Regions from separate parts of the Mus musculus genome. Here region 2 is linked to region 1. Evidence: chromatin contacts called from public Hi-C data. All regions are on one chromosome and are shown on one strand. Each heading gives the region's core, a stretch centred on a gene start, on an enhancer-like site or on the middle of the called end of the contact. The rest is flanking DNA. Distances are from core to core; before and after follow the strand shown.

What was found. A called contact is a pair of places that touch in the nucleus more often than the background predicts.
Region 2: a contact with region 1 is called in a Hi-C map of cortical neurons, with 2.4 times the contacts expected there. The contact joins two enhancer-like sites. A contact is called at or near these places in 3 of 484 Hi-C or Micro-C datasets (cortical neurons, nephron progenitors and uterus).

Annotation. Positions count from the first base shown.
Region 1 is chr7:75,206,773-75,213,571 of GRCm38.p6, reverse strand. Sv2b (synaptic vesicle glycoprotein 2 b) reads left to right here. Exons shown (of 13, transcript NM_153579.4): 2 at 6,650-6,799. Among named protein-coding and RNA genes, the nearest start is that of 1500012K07Rik, 99 kb to the left of the region's middle. Within about 2 kb of position 4,256, at least 17 of the 459 cell types and tissues checked have an H3K27ac peak or open chromatin away from gene starts, as enhancers often do. A contact at or near this core is called in cortical neurons, where this site is marked.
Region 2 is chr7:75,327,469-75,334,267 of GRCm38.p6, reverse strand. 1500012K07Rik (RIKEN cDNA 1500012K07 gene) reads right to left here. Exons shown (of 3, transcript NR_045814.1): 3 at 2,849-4,863. Among named protein-coding and RNA genes, the nearest start is that of Sv2b, 22 kb to the right of the region's middle. Within about 2 kb of position 4,432, at least 34 of the 459 cell types and tissues checked have an H3K27ac peak or open chromatin away from gene starts, as enhancers often do. A contact at or near this core is called in cortical neurons, where this site is marked.

The sequences.
Region 1 (6,799 bases), core at 3,007-5,506:
GAGGTGTGGGCTCAATAGTAATAAAATAATACAGGGCCTGTTTATTTACACTCTTCATAGATAAGGACAATCTTTTCCTCTGAACATTTTGGGTGGGCTCCTGTGGAAGGAAGATTTTGTGACAGAGTATTGGTTTTGTGAAGTGGCTTTGGTGGAGATAGGGAAAGGGAAGGCCTGAGAGACTTTCTGGTGTCTATTGATTGTTCAAATGCCAAGGTGCAATATTTGGGGTCAGTATGTCCTGAACTCCAGCAACATCTAAGCTCACAGGGACACACATGGGCATCTCTTTGGCATCTATCTGAGTTTGCTGCTTCACCTCATTCCTGTTCATGTAGAATTGATGACAGTGAGCTTCTCCTCTTCCTCCTCCTCCTCCTTCTTTCTTCATGTTTTTGAGATAGGGTTTCTCTGTGTAGTCCTGGCTATCCTAGGACTCACTCTAGATCAGGGTGGTCTCTAACTCATAGGTGCTGGGATTAAAGGTGTGCACCATCAACACTGCACAACCATTAATATGCTTGTTAAGGAACATTTGGCCAGATGTTTCCTTGTATGTTCCAGTCCTATTCCTGTTGAGTAGGAATGAGGACATGAGCCCTCTAAGCGCAGGGTACCCACTGCGTTCTTCCTTTGCCCTTATGGATCAGGGAGAATTTCTCATCATAGCCAATTCTAGCCAAAGGAACAACTACTACTGACATCTTCAAGCAGGACACCAGTGTATCAGCTCTTCTGTGCTTGCTCCTATCTCTTTCCTGAGGGATTGTCTTCTGTTAGGTCTGTGCCCTTGAGATACTACCAGAGCCCAACTAAACTTAGAGATAACCTTACATTTTATTCCCTCCCCAACCCCCATGGTGACCAGGCTATGCCTCCTAATTCCCCCTTCCAATAAAGAGTTCTTTTCGCTCCTACAAGTGGATTCTAGAAGGTGCAACAAAATAGACCCTCAAATCTAGACTCAAAATATAAAAATAGCAGTTACTATTTATAAGAGCCTGTATACATACATGTTTTCAAGATTTCCAAGGAGAAAGAGGCTTATGGCTGCTGTAGACACAGAGTTTAGTAAATTAGATGGACTCCTTTTGAGTAGGGGTAGTTCTTTAGAGGTACTCTGTATAGATTACAGCAATATTTCCATGTCACATATCTATTCTTGGACACACAATTAAATGATTTTTAGTGAGTACATTCACCATTGTAACCTAATTTGAGGATGTTGCCATTTCTTCCCGGTTTCCCAATTATGTCAAGTTCATTTGAAGTCAACATCCATTCCTACCTACCATGGCCCTAGACCACCCCTGATCTATCCCCTTATATTGTAGACTTGCTTATCCTGGATGTTTTATGTAAATGGAATGAGACAATCTGTGGCCTTTTGTAACTAGCTGGGTATCTGTCCAGTCTGTTGTATGTATCACTAACTTGGTCCTTCTTAATGTCAGCTCATACTGTACTGCCAGACACATGACATTTGATTCATGTGCTCATGGGCTCATGGACATTTGTGTTAATCCCACTTTAGAGCTGATGTAGATGCTGTGAACATGTATGTGCAAGTTTTTGTGTAAGCATATGTCTTTGTCTTGGGTACATTTTTTTTGGATTGACTTTGCTGGGCTTTCCTTAAATATATGTTTAATATTTTAAGGACCTGGCAAACTATTTTCCAAATAGGTTGAGTCATTTCTCACTCTCACCAGTGGTTTCTAATGGTTCTAGTTCATCACCATCCAGCCCACACATGCTGTCATCTGTCTGCTGATTACAGCTATACTAGTGGCTATATGGTAGTGTCTCTTTGTTGTGTTAAATAGGTTTTTGTTCAGTTCTTACAGCTTTCAATCTGACAGTGTGGGCTGTGAGTCACCAAAAGAGAATCGTGAATAAAGGAGGCACCATTTACCAAATTTATTTGCTCTTGGAATGCCCTTTGCTCTCTTAAATGAATATGTTCAAGTACTAATAGTGTTCAGACTTCTGGGAAGAATTGCATCATTTGATTACAGTATTGTTTGTAACTTTGTTCTAAACAAGTGTCTATGGCACAATGATTCTGAACCAAAGAGCCAGGCTAACATTGTAAGAGTTAAATAAAGACAACAAATGGATCAGTCCTAGGAGGTTTAGAAAAATAGTAGTTTGCAATGAATATCTAAATGGCAGTTTGTTCTCTGCACTTGGTTCACTAGCCCAGCCCAGATGGGTCCAGATTTCATGCGGAGAGAGCTGGGATCAAGCTGGAATCCTGGATATACATTTTAATCTCTAATATTCAGATAACAATCATTATATCACAGGGACGATAGTAAGATGGGATTTGCATTGTTGCTAGGAGCTGTGGTGACTGAGGTTCAGAGATGGCTTATCAAATCCTCAAGGCGACTTTATGAATGGGTGTTATACTTATGATTCCCATTAACAAATGAGGATACTGAGTCTCCAAGAGGCTATTAGTAGCTTCTACACAGGTAGCAAGAAATAGCAGTATCAGGATTTGAATCTGGGTCCCCCATACACGACAATGTCTGAGATATGTTCTGCTACCATGCCAGAAGGCAAATGGGTCAGGAAGATCCTTCCTTCTAATCACATAGAAATGACAGAGGTCTGGTAGTACTGGCAATCTAGCCGTTGGCTGTTTGGAATCATGGCTGGTTCATCTCCTCATCTTCTCACCTACAAGACATGTTCCACACATGTCTTCTGGCACATGTGTCTCCTTTGTTTCATTGTCCCCAAGCCCAGAATTTTTTTGCTCACATCCCCACCGGTGAAATCTCAGATCTTGGCTCTGCACACCCTCTCTGCTCGTTTTCAATACCTCTGTTGCATCTTTAGTGAGGGAGCAGAGCACCTGATGTTTTATTATATCTGGGACTCCAGACTATGGAGTGGAGTTGCCCTCATCAGTTAAATCTGTCTTGTAATGCCCTTAGATGTTCCCAAAGATATCTTTCCTAAAGGATCCTCAATCCATTCAAGTTGACAATGAAGATTAACCAGATGTAAGTTTCATCACCGTGGGATGATCTATGTTGTTTCAACTTTACTTTTCCATAATGGCTCAGCCTCTTGAGAATGGGGTTAAAGTGTGTCCATTTATGCAGGGCTTTAAGCACAAAGGATTCTGAGAAATGCAAGGTGAGGGTGGGGAGAAGGACTCAATTGTAGAAGTAGGATCCACTCTCTTATCAAGATGAGTTCTGTTCTTTCAAAGGGTTAAGTAATGGATACTACATATTTTGGATCAAAACTGGCCACGCCCCAGTTCCAGAGATAGGTGTCAGCAGCTTGGTTCTTTCTTACAACCATCAGGGAGAGTGTTCTCAGCCCACTTCACAACTGTTGGTGGCCTCAAGCCTGTTGTATCTTGCAGATGACACTGTCTCTGATTGTCTGCATCATCTTCCCTCCATGCATATCTGTCTCCCTGTCTCCACATCCAGATGTGCTTTTTCACAGGTCACAGTTAATTTAGGCTCCCCCAATGTCCTACGTGTGTGTGTGTGTGTGTGTGTGTGTGTGTGTGTGTGTGTGTGTGTATGAATGAATGCCTAGGCTAGAAAAAGTCACTGGATGCCTTTCTTTCTGGCTATCTCTGACACACACACATGTTGAAGCAGGATCTCTCAGTAAAAGTGGAGCTCACAGAGGATTTCACTTTCCAGCGAGCCTAAAGGCAAGGAAGTCCAAGAAGCCCCGTTTCCTATCGCCCAAGTGCTTCCTGGGCATCTGACTCAGGTTCTCATGCTTGTCCATCAAGCACTAACCCACCGATCAGCCTCTCCAGTCTTAGGCTCTATTCTTAATGAGATTACACTCTGAGATCCTGAGGGTCAGGGTTCAGTTTATCCTTTGTGAAGGAAGCAATTTAACTCACAGTGTTGCAAATGACTAATTGGTGTGTTCTCCAGAAAACATTCTGTTAAAAATATAATTACTTGGCATTTCTCAATGAGATAGAAGCGTCAAGACAAACTAAAAAAATGTTGGAGAGGGAGGCCCCTGTTATTCACTGCACTTGACATTCACCGCAGTTCTTCGAACCAGATTGGGTGAGTGGGGTTGGTTTTGACAAAGGCCTGTTTTCTTTTCACAGAGAAAGTCCCAGAATCTTTACCCAAAGTGGTATTTCCCACATATGCTTTCAGAATTGAAAATCTTTCCTTCCTGGCTCGTGACATTTTTGTGGGGCCTCCAGAATAGAAATAACAGAGCAGATCTCAGGCAGTTGGCATTCCTTCTCCATGTGACAGCATCCTGCTAACATTTCTGCTGTTTGTGTGTGATTTATTGTCCTCCCAGGGTTCCTAAATGCATGCAATGAAAACCAATTTAGAATATTAATCTGACGTGATCCTGGCCAGCCTGGCCAGTTTATTTTGTGGAGATGGTGAACATTTTTGCAAGAGCAGAGTGAGAGTCATTCTTCTTAGTATTTCTTGCTAGCTTTTTCAGTACTGTTTCTCTGAGTCCCCCAGGTGGGTGGAGGGGCTAATGAAAAATGATATTTCCAGGCCTGATTTTCACACTGCAGTTTTCGGTGTCTTTTAGAGAGAGGCCCTAGAATTCCATTCTTTTTTCTTTTTCTTTCTCTTTTTATTGGATATTTTATTTATTTACATTTCAAATGTTATCCCCTTTCCCGATTCTTCCCCCAAGCCCCTTGCCCCAACCCCTTCCTCCTGCTTCTATGAGGGTGTACCCCCACCTACCCATCCACTTCTGCCTCCCTGCCCTCGCATTCCCCTATACTGGGACATTGAGCCTTCATAGGACCAAGGGCCTCTTCTCCCTTTGATGCCCAACAAGATTATCATCTGCTACATATGTGGCTGGAGCCATGGGTCCCTCCATGTGTACTCCTTGGTAGGTGGGTTAGACCCTGGGAGCTCTGGTTGGTTGATATTGTTGTTCTTCCTATGGGGTTGCAAACCCCTTCAGCTCCTTCAGTCCTTTCTCTGAATCCTCCATTGGGGACCCGGTGATCAGTACAATGATGGGCTGCGAGCATCCACCTCTGTATTTGTCATGCTCTGGCAGAGTCTCTCAGGAGACAGCTATATCAGGCTCTTGTCAGCATGTACTTCTTGGCACCCACAATAGTGTCTGCATTGAGAGCCAGAGCTTTTTATCCTCCTTCCATGAGAAAATGCATTGTATTATTGGAGTTAGAGAGTTCCCAGAGCTAGAGTCTCTCTAAGGGTGAAGATGGGGAGAACCAGGTAGCAGGTATTGGGCAGAGAGCTCAGATTTAGAGTGTGGGCAGGGGGAGGAGTCTAGCAGCTGCTGCAAGGGCAACTGTGTGGGGTCTTTTGTGACGTAGCACCTACTGAAAGCAAGGAAAGGCAGTGGGTGCCATGTGTGGAAGGAGGCTTAGTAAGGATTGATGGCTCTGAATTTGTTGGCAGATGGGCTTTTTTTCCCTTACTTTCCCCACCTTCTCTAGTTCTCTGTAAATAGCTCATTTTCAGTCCACACTTGGGTACATGGTAAGCATCATTTGGTGATGGCTCAAATCTTGTGAGACTTGAGATTCTAGAACAGGAGTTGTCAAACTTCCTAATGCTGTGATCTGACAGTACAGTTCTTCATGTAGTGACTCCAAACCATTATGTTTACTGTTACTTTATAACTGTAATTTTGCTACTGTTATGGATCAGAATGTCTATATCTGTGTTTTCTGATGGCTTGAGGACACCTCTGTGAAAGGGTCATTTGACAACAAAGGGTCATGATCCACAGATTGAAAACCACTTTTCTAGAAGGTAGCTTGGGCAGAGAATCTACCTCGTGGGTGTTGGACTCAAGAGAGCGAACCTGTGATTCGATCTGGGTTATAAGACAGTGCTTTGCACCTAGACAATATTGGTCCCTGGCTTTCCAGAATGGAAGTAGGAACAATGATATTGCCTGAAATAATATTGACCTGTAGGCTGGATACTTGCTATATAATCTTATACATTAAGTAATATTGTCTCATGAAACATGACTCTCATGTATGACAGACTCTTTCCAAGCCTCAGGTCTCCCATAAAAATCTGGGAGATATGGCTCTGAGTCTCATATTTGACTCCTGTTCTTACCCATTTGAGCCAAGTACAAGGTCATAGAGGCCTTTGAGCCACAGTGCTGATCTCAAAAGCAAGCTGGGCTCTAGAGAAAGCTATTTCTGCATTCTATACTTCTAAATGTAAAGTGATACAATTACTTCATATTGAAGCTGGAAAAGCATACATTTTCACAAGAGAAATTGACCCATGGGATAGTTCTACTGTTGGCAAAAGCTTGATAAGTTCAAAGGAAACCCGTAACACAAAATAGCCTTGTACTGAAAAATTCCTTGACCACTTCCTTTTGAATTCCTGTATAAGATCTGATCTTTGACCTTCACCGGGTTCTTCAAAGCTCAAAGAGCTTCTCTACCCATGGTTGCATTCACTACCCTTACAATTCCTTCCTCACTTAGCTTATGTGAGTTCAAATGTCTAACCAAAATATGCTTCACCTTACACATGAAATATGAGTATTAGTAAATATCTTCATTTAATTCAAAGATCATGTCAGAATCTCAGACTTTTCTAACTAGTCTATCTATTCAGACTGTTCTAACTATTTTTTCTGTCTCTATTCCTAGGCTATAACCTTCAGGAGAAGGACAAACATCACAGCCAGTGAGCTGCCAAGCACTGCTCCGACCTTGTCAAAGAGAGCAGCTGGACCCATTTTTAGTTACTCCCAGCACAAGCCTCTGGGTCATATAAGGAGAACAGACCAGAATTTGATA
Region 2 (6,799 bases), core at 3,183-5,682, 120 kb before region 1:
ACAATAAATGTGGTTAAAAGTATTTTAAAAAATGTTCACGTTTTTGCTGTGGATTTATTTTACAATAACTTTATTTTTGCTTTATTTCATAAGTTTAGTGCTCACAGCATGATGTTTCAGTGCACATCTAAAATGATTTCTATAAATAAGCAATGTTATGTGTTTGTTCTCTTACATAATTACAGGTTCAGTTACTCTCCCTGACACTGTGGTCCAACAGGTGATGTCAAAGTAAGAGTTGGAAAGGTATATTTAGTAAGGCTTTGGTTTTAGAGGGTTCAGCCTAGCTTGCTTGGCTCTGTGTGCTGGAGCAGAGCATCATCATGGCGGGGGCATGTGGCATAGGAGCTTCTCAGTTTGTAGTAGACAGGGAAGGGAGAGAGAGGATGAAGAGAAGTAGAGGAGAGGAAGGAAGGGGAGGAAGAGGAGGAAGAGAGCTGGATACACCCAAGACCACATCTCTAGTGGTGTACTTTCTCCAGCTGATTAACAGAGCTCCAGCTAGGGACCAAGCAGTTATCACATAAGCATTGCGATGGGATGTTTCACATCCAAACTATCACAGTTATGCTAGGACCCTGAGAGGCAGGATTGGTGGCTGCCTTTCAAGAAGGTTGGTTGTGGTTTGTTAGTTGTTCTCAAACAAACAAACAAACAAAAAAAAAAGAAGAAAGAAATTAGATTCACACACACACATGCATACACACACATGCACATGCACACACACAGATGCACATGCACACACACACATACACACACACACACACACACACACACACACACACATCCCCTCACTTCCGTGAAACACCAGTACTCTGCTCTTAATTCTTTACTAAATGTCCTCATCACCAATAAAACGGATACTACTCTTAATTTTAGTGACACTTTGTTGTAATAAACATTTTATTAGTAGTATGAATTGTATCTTTTTATCACCTAAAATCAACAGTCCACGCTAGTGCTGAGCAAAAAATTAAGCTACTCTCTCTCTCTCTCTCTCTCTCTCTCTCTCTCTCAAAAAGGTGAGAATGGACAGGCAAGCTGGCTCAGAGGAAAAAGCTGCCTGCCTCCAGTCCTGGTGGTTTGAGTTTGACCTTCAGGACCCGTATGATAGAAGGGAAGAATTAACTACTGCAAGTTGTCCTCTGACTTCAGCAGACACACATATGTAGGCACACACACACACACACACACACACACACACACACACACACACACACACACGAGAGAGAGAGAGAAAGAGAGAGAGAGAGAGAGAGAGAGAGAGAGAGAGAGAGAGAACCTTACGTGTATTAAAATGTGAGACTATTTTCTAATGTAATTTTATTCCAGTTGGGTACAGCTGGGAAAAGAAGACCTGCAATTCCTGATGTCAAGGATTCGGACTTGCACTGGGAGGTGAATGCTGCACACCTTACTAGCATGCTAAGACAGTGTGTCATTTACAGTGATATAAAGAAATCTGCTTTTGCCTATGTGTGTTCAACAAAGTAAGTGGCAATACTAAGGCCAAGGCAGGCTCCCTGATTCATTTATCTTTCTGGGTTCTCTTTCCTTCTTTCCTTTTCTCTCTCCAGATGGTAAGACATTTGTGTGTTCAAACTCACCCATGCTGACATTGTTGCTTGGAGATGTTCTGCCATGGTAAAGAGCTGCATTCCTATTCATGGTGGAGGGACGCATCCCCACACCCCCATGCCACACACATCTGCTCAGCTTTTCTTTTGCAGACCTCATGCTTAAAGCTTAAATCTTGATCCCCTTGGGCCTTGTTCCAGTATGTGTCGACAGATGGTTCTAATCACGAGTGTTTGAAATGACTATCTACACCTCCTACACCATTTATAAAATGCCTTGGTTTCCCCATCATGTTCATTCTTACTTTCCTGCAGGATTTCTCTCTCTTGGGGGAGAAAGTGACTGTAGAACATAAATACTGCCTAGATGTTTAGACAAAGGCGCCAGCCTGTGCACACTGACATAAAAACGACTCCTTGTACTGTTAAAGAAGAGATACAGAATGTTATGTAAGGCATATTTATATATGTGCCTGAAAGGAGCTGGAAACATATCTTTTAAATTGTTGATAATGGTTGATAGCAGTTACCTTTTGTAGGTAGATTGAGGGGGTAAGTGTTGATTTTTCTTTGTATAGTTCAACATTTAAAATAATTTAAAGAATTACATTTGGGAGAGGAGTAGGATTAAAATAATCAAAATACTTTGTATTGATTTATGGAAGAATTAATGAAATATATTCTCTGATAGGTACAAGCAAAATTTTTTTCTCTGTTTCTTTATTTTTTTTTGTGTATGTGTTTGTGTGTGCATGAATGAACAGATATACACACTTGATTGTTCTAGAACTGTTCTAGAATGGTTCTGCAATTGTTCTAGAACAATTGTTATACAGACCAAGCTGGCCTCAAACACACAGAGATCTCTCAAATGCTTGAGATTAAAGGCGTGTGTCACAATATCCCTTTATTATTTATATTTTATGTATTTACTTACTGTGTGTGTGTTTGTGGATGTGTGAGTGTGTGCATTTGCACACATGCCAAGGGACAAACATGGAGGTCAGAAGAGAAAATTGAGTCAGTTCTCTTCTGTTAAGTGGGGTCCTGGAATTGAACTCAGGATTTTAGTCCTGGAAGCAGGCTCCTTTATCTGCTGAGCCAGCTTGCTAAGCCCTTATCATGGACTTTAGCTGCAACCTGATTAATTTATCTAGAGCTTACTTAAAGCAGCAATATATTTCAGAGCCACAGGTATTGCTAATTGGGTTGATCAGGGCTTGCTTGAGTATTGTATTTGGTGGACAAAAAAGAGACATTCAGTTTTGTTTATATGTGATTTTATTTTCATGTTACACACTGTCATTGGAAACAGATACTGATGTAGACTGCATCTCTATGGCAGAATATGCTTATTGCAGAAAACTTGAAAAAGTATGTCTAAAGAATCTTCCATCCCTCCATACTGAAATAAAAGTTGTAATGATTGTTAATGGAGTGTCTCTCTTTCTGATATTTACCATGCACAAATATTTATGTGGCAGGAGGCAAGTCTGATTACCATTGTTATGGTACTTTTCCCATTGTATTCCCTGGCCCTCAGTCCATGTCATTCCTTACCAAATTTCCATTCTATTGCTTTTCAAATGCTCAACACTGTTCTTTGAAACCTAACAGAGATGTGTTCTCAAGCTTTGGATATGAATAGTTTGAAAACCCTCACCTCAAAGTGTCCAGTGCATACGCTTATGTGCGTTAAACAAGATGATGAAGAAGAAAAAAGGATGGAAGCGTTCCCCTGCCAGAGAAGATGAAGAAGCTCCAGATGGGACTGGAGAATTGGATTAGTGGCTAAGAGTACATATTGCCAGGTGTGGTGGTGCACACCTATAATCCCAGCACTTGAGAAGCAGAGGCAGGAGGATCTCTGAGTTCAAGCCCAGCCTGATCTATATATCAAGTTCCAGGACAGCCAGGTCTACATAAGAGAGACCCTGTTTCAACAAAACAAAACAAAAACCAAAGCAAAACAATTAAAAAGAATACATATTGCATTCAGAAGATATGAGTTCAGTCCCTAGCACCCACATGAGATGACTTATAACTGCCTATAACTCCATCACTAGGGGATTCAATACTCTCTTCTTGATTCCATGGGCATCATCACTCAATGTGCACAAACCCACACAGGGCACAAACATAGCACATAAATGACAAAGGATAAAAATAAGCCAGGCCTGGTAGCGCATGCTTTAATCCCATCCTGGCACTTGGGAGGCAGGAGCAGGTAGATCTGAGTTTGAAGCCAGCCTGGTGTATATACAGAGTTTCAGGCCAATTAGGACTACACAGTAATGAGATCCTTTATAATAATAATAATAACAATTCTTTGAAATAAAATTGTTTTTATATTTACTTATTTTATATGTATGAGTGTTTTGTCTGCATGTATGTCTATGTATCTTGTATGTGCCTAGTGCACATGGAGATCAGAAGAGGGCATTAAATCTTCTGCACCTGGAGTTACAGATGGTTGTGAGCCATCTTGTGGGTTGCAAGAGCAACAAGTGATCTTAAGCGGTGAATCATCTCTCCATCCTCCAAAAAAAAAAAAAAAAGATATTTCAGCTAGGGTGTACATAGAACCTGTACAAAGGAATAGGCTAGTGACTGTGGGCAGAATCACAGGGCTTAGCAAGGAAGACTGAGCAAAGCTGCTGCCTGGGCCTTACTCCAGTGAGCATCATCTGCCAGCTACGAGGATGGAACTGGGTCAGGATGAACCCAGAGACCACTGGCCTTCTGTGTGTGTTTGAATTTCTAGTGCCACAGAATAAAGCCAATAGTTCCCTTCCTCCCATGCCGTGGAAACACCCACAGAGATCAGCCAGCGGGTCTTTGGCACATGGACCAATTCTCTCATTGGCCATCTGTTCTCTGAGACTCTGCTAGTCTGTCTGGATGACTTTGTGTGGTCAGTGTTACTCTTCAAACATTTGCAAGCCTATCTGACCCCTGGAAGGGCAGTAGAGAGGCTACATTGAAATCCTATGCTCCAGACTTTGGAGGAATTGTATAAAATCAGTTCCTTGAAGCATGAAACTCTCATCTTCATCTGCATATTGGAGTTACTCTGTAGACTCAGGTCGGAGGCTGTGTTTTCTCATATACATTCTCCTCTCCATTAAATCATCTTCCAGAAAGTGATTTCACACTTTAAAGTGTCTCGTCACATGCAGCTATACGCCACTATTGACTTCAAAACTCCCCTCATGTTGAACATTAAAGTGATTTCCAGTGTTTTGCTGCTACTGCCAATGAGAAATGGTCCCGAGTCTTTTTGTCTCTAAATTAAAAAAAAAAACAATATATGACAATCAATCACAAGATAATTACTGTAAACATTATTGTCTGGCTTTTGGGTTAATTTTCTAGGCTTATTAGCAGTCTTTAAGCAGCTGAGGCCCCAGCTGCATTGCAGATGGGCAAAGCCTGCAGAGACCAAATGGACACAACACCCTGGCTAAGAGAAGAAAGGCAGGTGCAGGAGTTATGAGATCTCCATGGAAACGTGATTCCTGGCTAGATACACATCTTGGTTTCTCACTCCCTGTCTGTGAATGTGTGGTGCCTGGAGTATATAAAATAAGCTCCTGCTTTGAGCTTGGCTGTTTCTAAGTAGATTCCTCAGCTGTTAGTAGCCTTCGTCCTCTTGCGTTTCTGATGGCAAGTTGGTTCTGAGTTGTCTTCACATATGAAAAGCATAGAAGACTAATGGCTTTGTTGCAAACACTTGGAGAATGCTGGTCCCTTGCAAGTCAATAAGTGTTGAATTATGCATGACAGCATCACCAAGTTACATTTATTATTAAGCTCTGGGTTATAGTGGCCAGGGGATTGGGAGAGCAACCCAAGAAAGACACCAGCCAGGAAGAGTCACAGTCCCTTTGCTGCAGATTGTTACAGCAGAACAAATTTAGTTTGTGCCAGAGAGCAGAAGTGTGTCATTCCTCCAACATTTCCTGACTTGGAAGTACGAGTCACTCTGAATTTTCCTCTACATGGTCACTCTGAGTTTTCCTCCTCATTCATGTTTGAGAGAACTGGTAAATTTCAATGCATTTTGTATTTCTGCGTGACTAGAAGGAACACATACCTATTCTAATAAAACTGGAAGGTGTAAAAGATTTAAGTAAAATTTTCTTCCACTTAAGTAAATATTATGGGACAGTGAGTTGGCTCAGCAGGTAAAGATGCTTGCCTCCAGATGACCTGAATTTGATCCCTGGGACACACATAGTGGAAGGAGAGAACCAACTCCCACAGCTGCCCTTTGGCCTCCACATACATGGTGGGGGATGATTTCTGCAAGGTGGCTTGATGTAAGCTGAGCCTTTAAGGTGACATCAAATATTTTTAGTTCAGTAACACACACACACACACACACACACACACACACACACACACCATCATCATCTGTGTTGAGGTTACAAAGATAGAAAGCTAAAATAGGACAGAGATAGCTTTTGGCTGAAGGAGCATAAGCCTATCTAAAAACCTGGGCAACCAATTTATATCCACAGTAAAAGCTGATAAGTGCTATGGTGTAACCTGTACACATGGTATACTTATGATTAAATATTTGGAAGGCTAGAGGGGAATCACTTTATCCAGCTAGGGCGGTTTCCTTACATGATGACAATTGAGCTAAAATATTGGGGTGGAGGGACTCACAGAGACCAAAGGAGCATGCTTTGGTGTGCACGAGGCCCTCTGCATATATGCTGTGGTTGTACAGCTTGGAGTTTTTGTGAGACTTCTAACAGTGGAAGTGGGGGTGTCTCTGACTTTTTTTTTTTTTAGCTTGCTTGTGGGACCTTTTCCTTCTACTGAGGGTTTGTGCCTAGTCTTATTGCATCTTGTTATGCCATGTTCAATTGATATAGCTGGGTGTTCTGCTCTCGTTTGAAGGGAAATGGAGGAGCAGCAGATCAGGGGGCAAGGGAGGTATGGTGGAAACTGGGAGGGAGGGAGGGGAGGAGAAGGCAGGGAAGGTCTGTTTGGGATGTATTGCACGAGAGAAGAATAAAGACAAAGAAAAATTGCTGTCCAAATATTTATTAATTAATTTTTGATATGCATCAGGTTTTATTAAAGCAGTCATGGAAAGAACAGTACAAATACCTGATGTATACTTAAAAATTTGTTATTTTTGAGACTCTATTTTAATACATCTCTCCCTTCCCTTTCCTTTCTTGAGTCCCTTCCCATTCTCCTTCAAA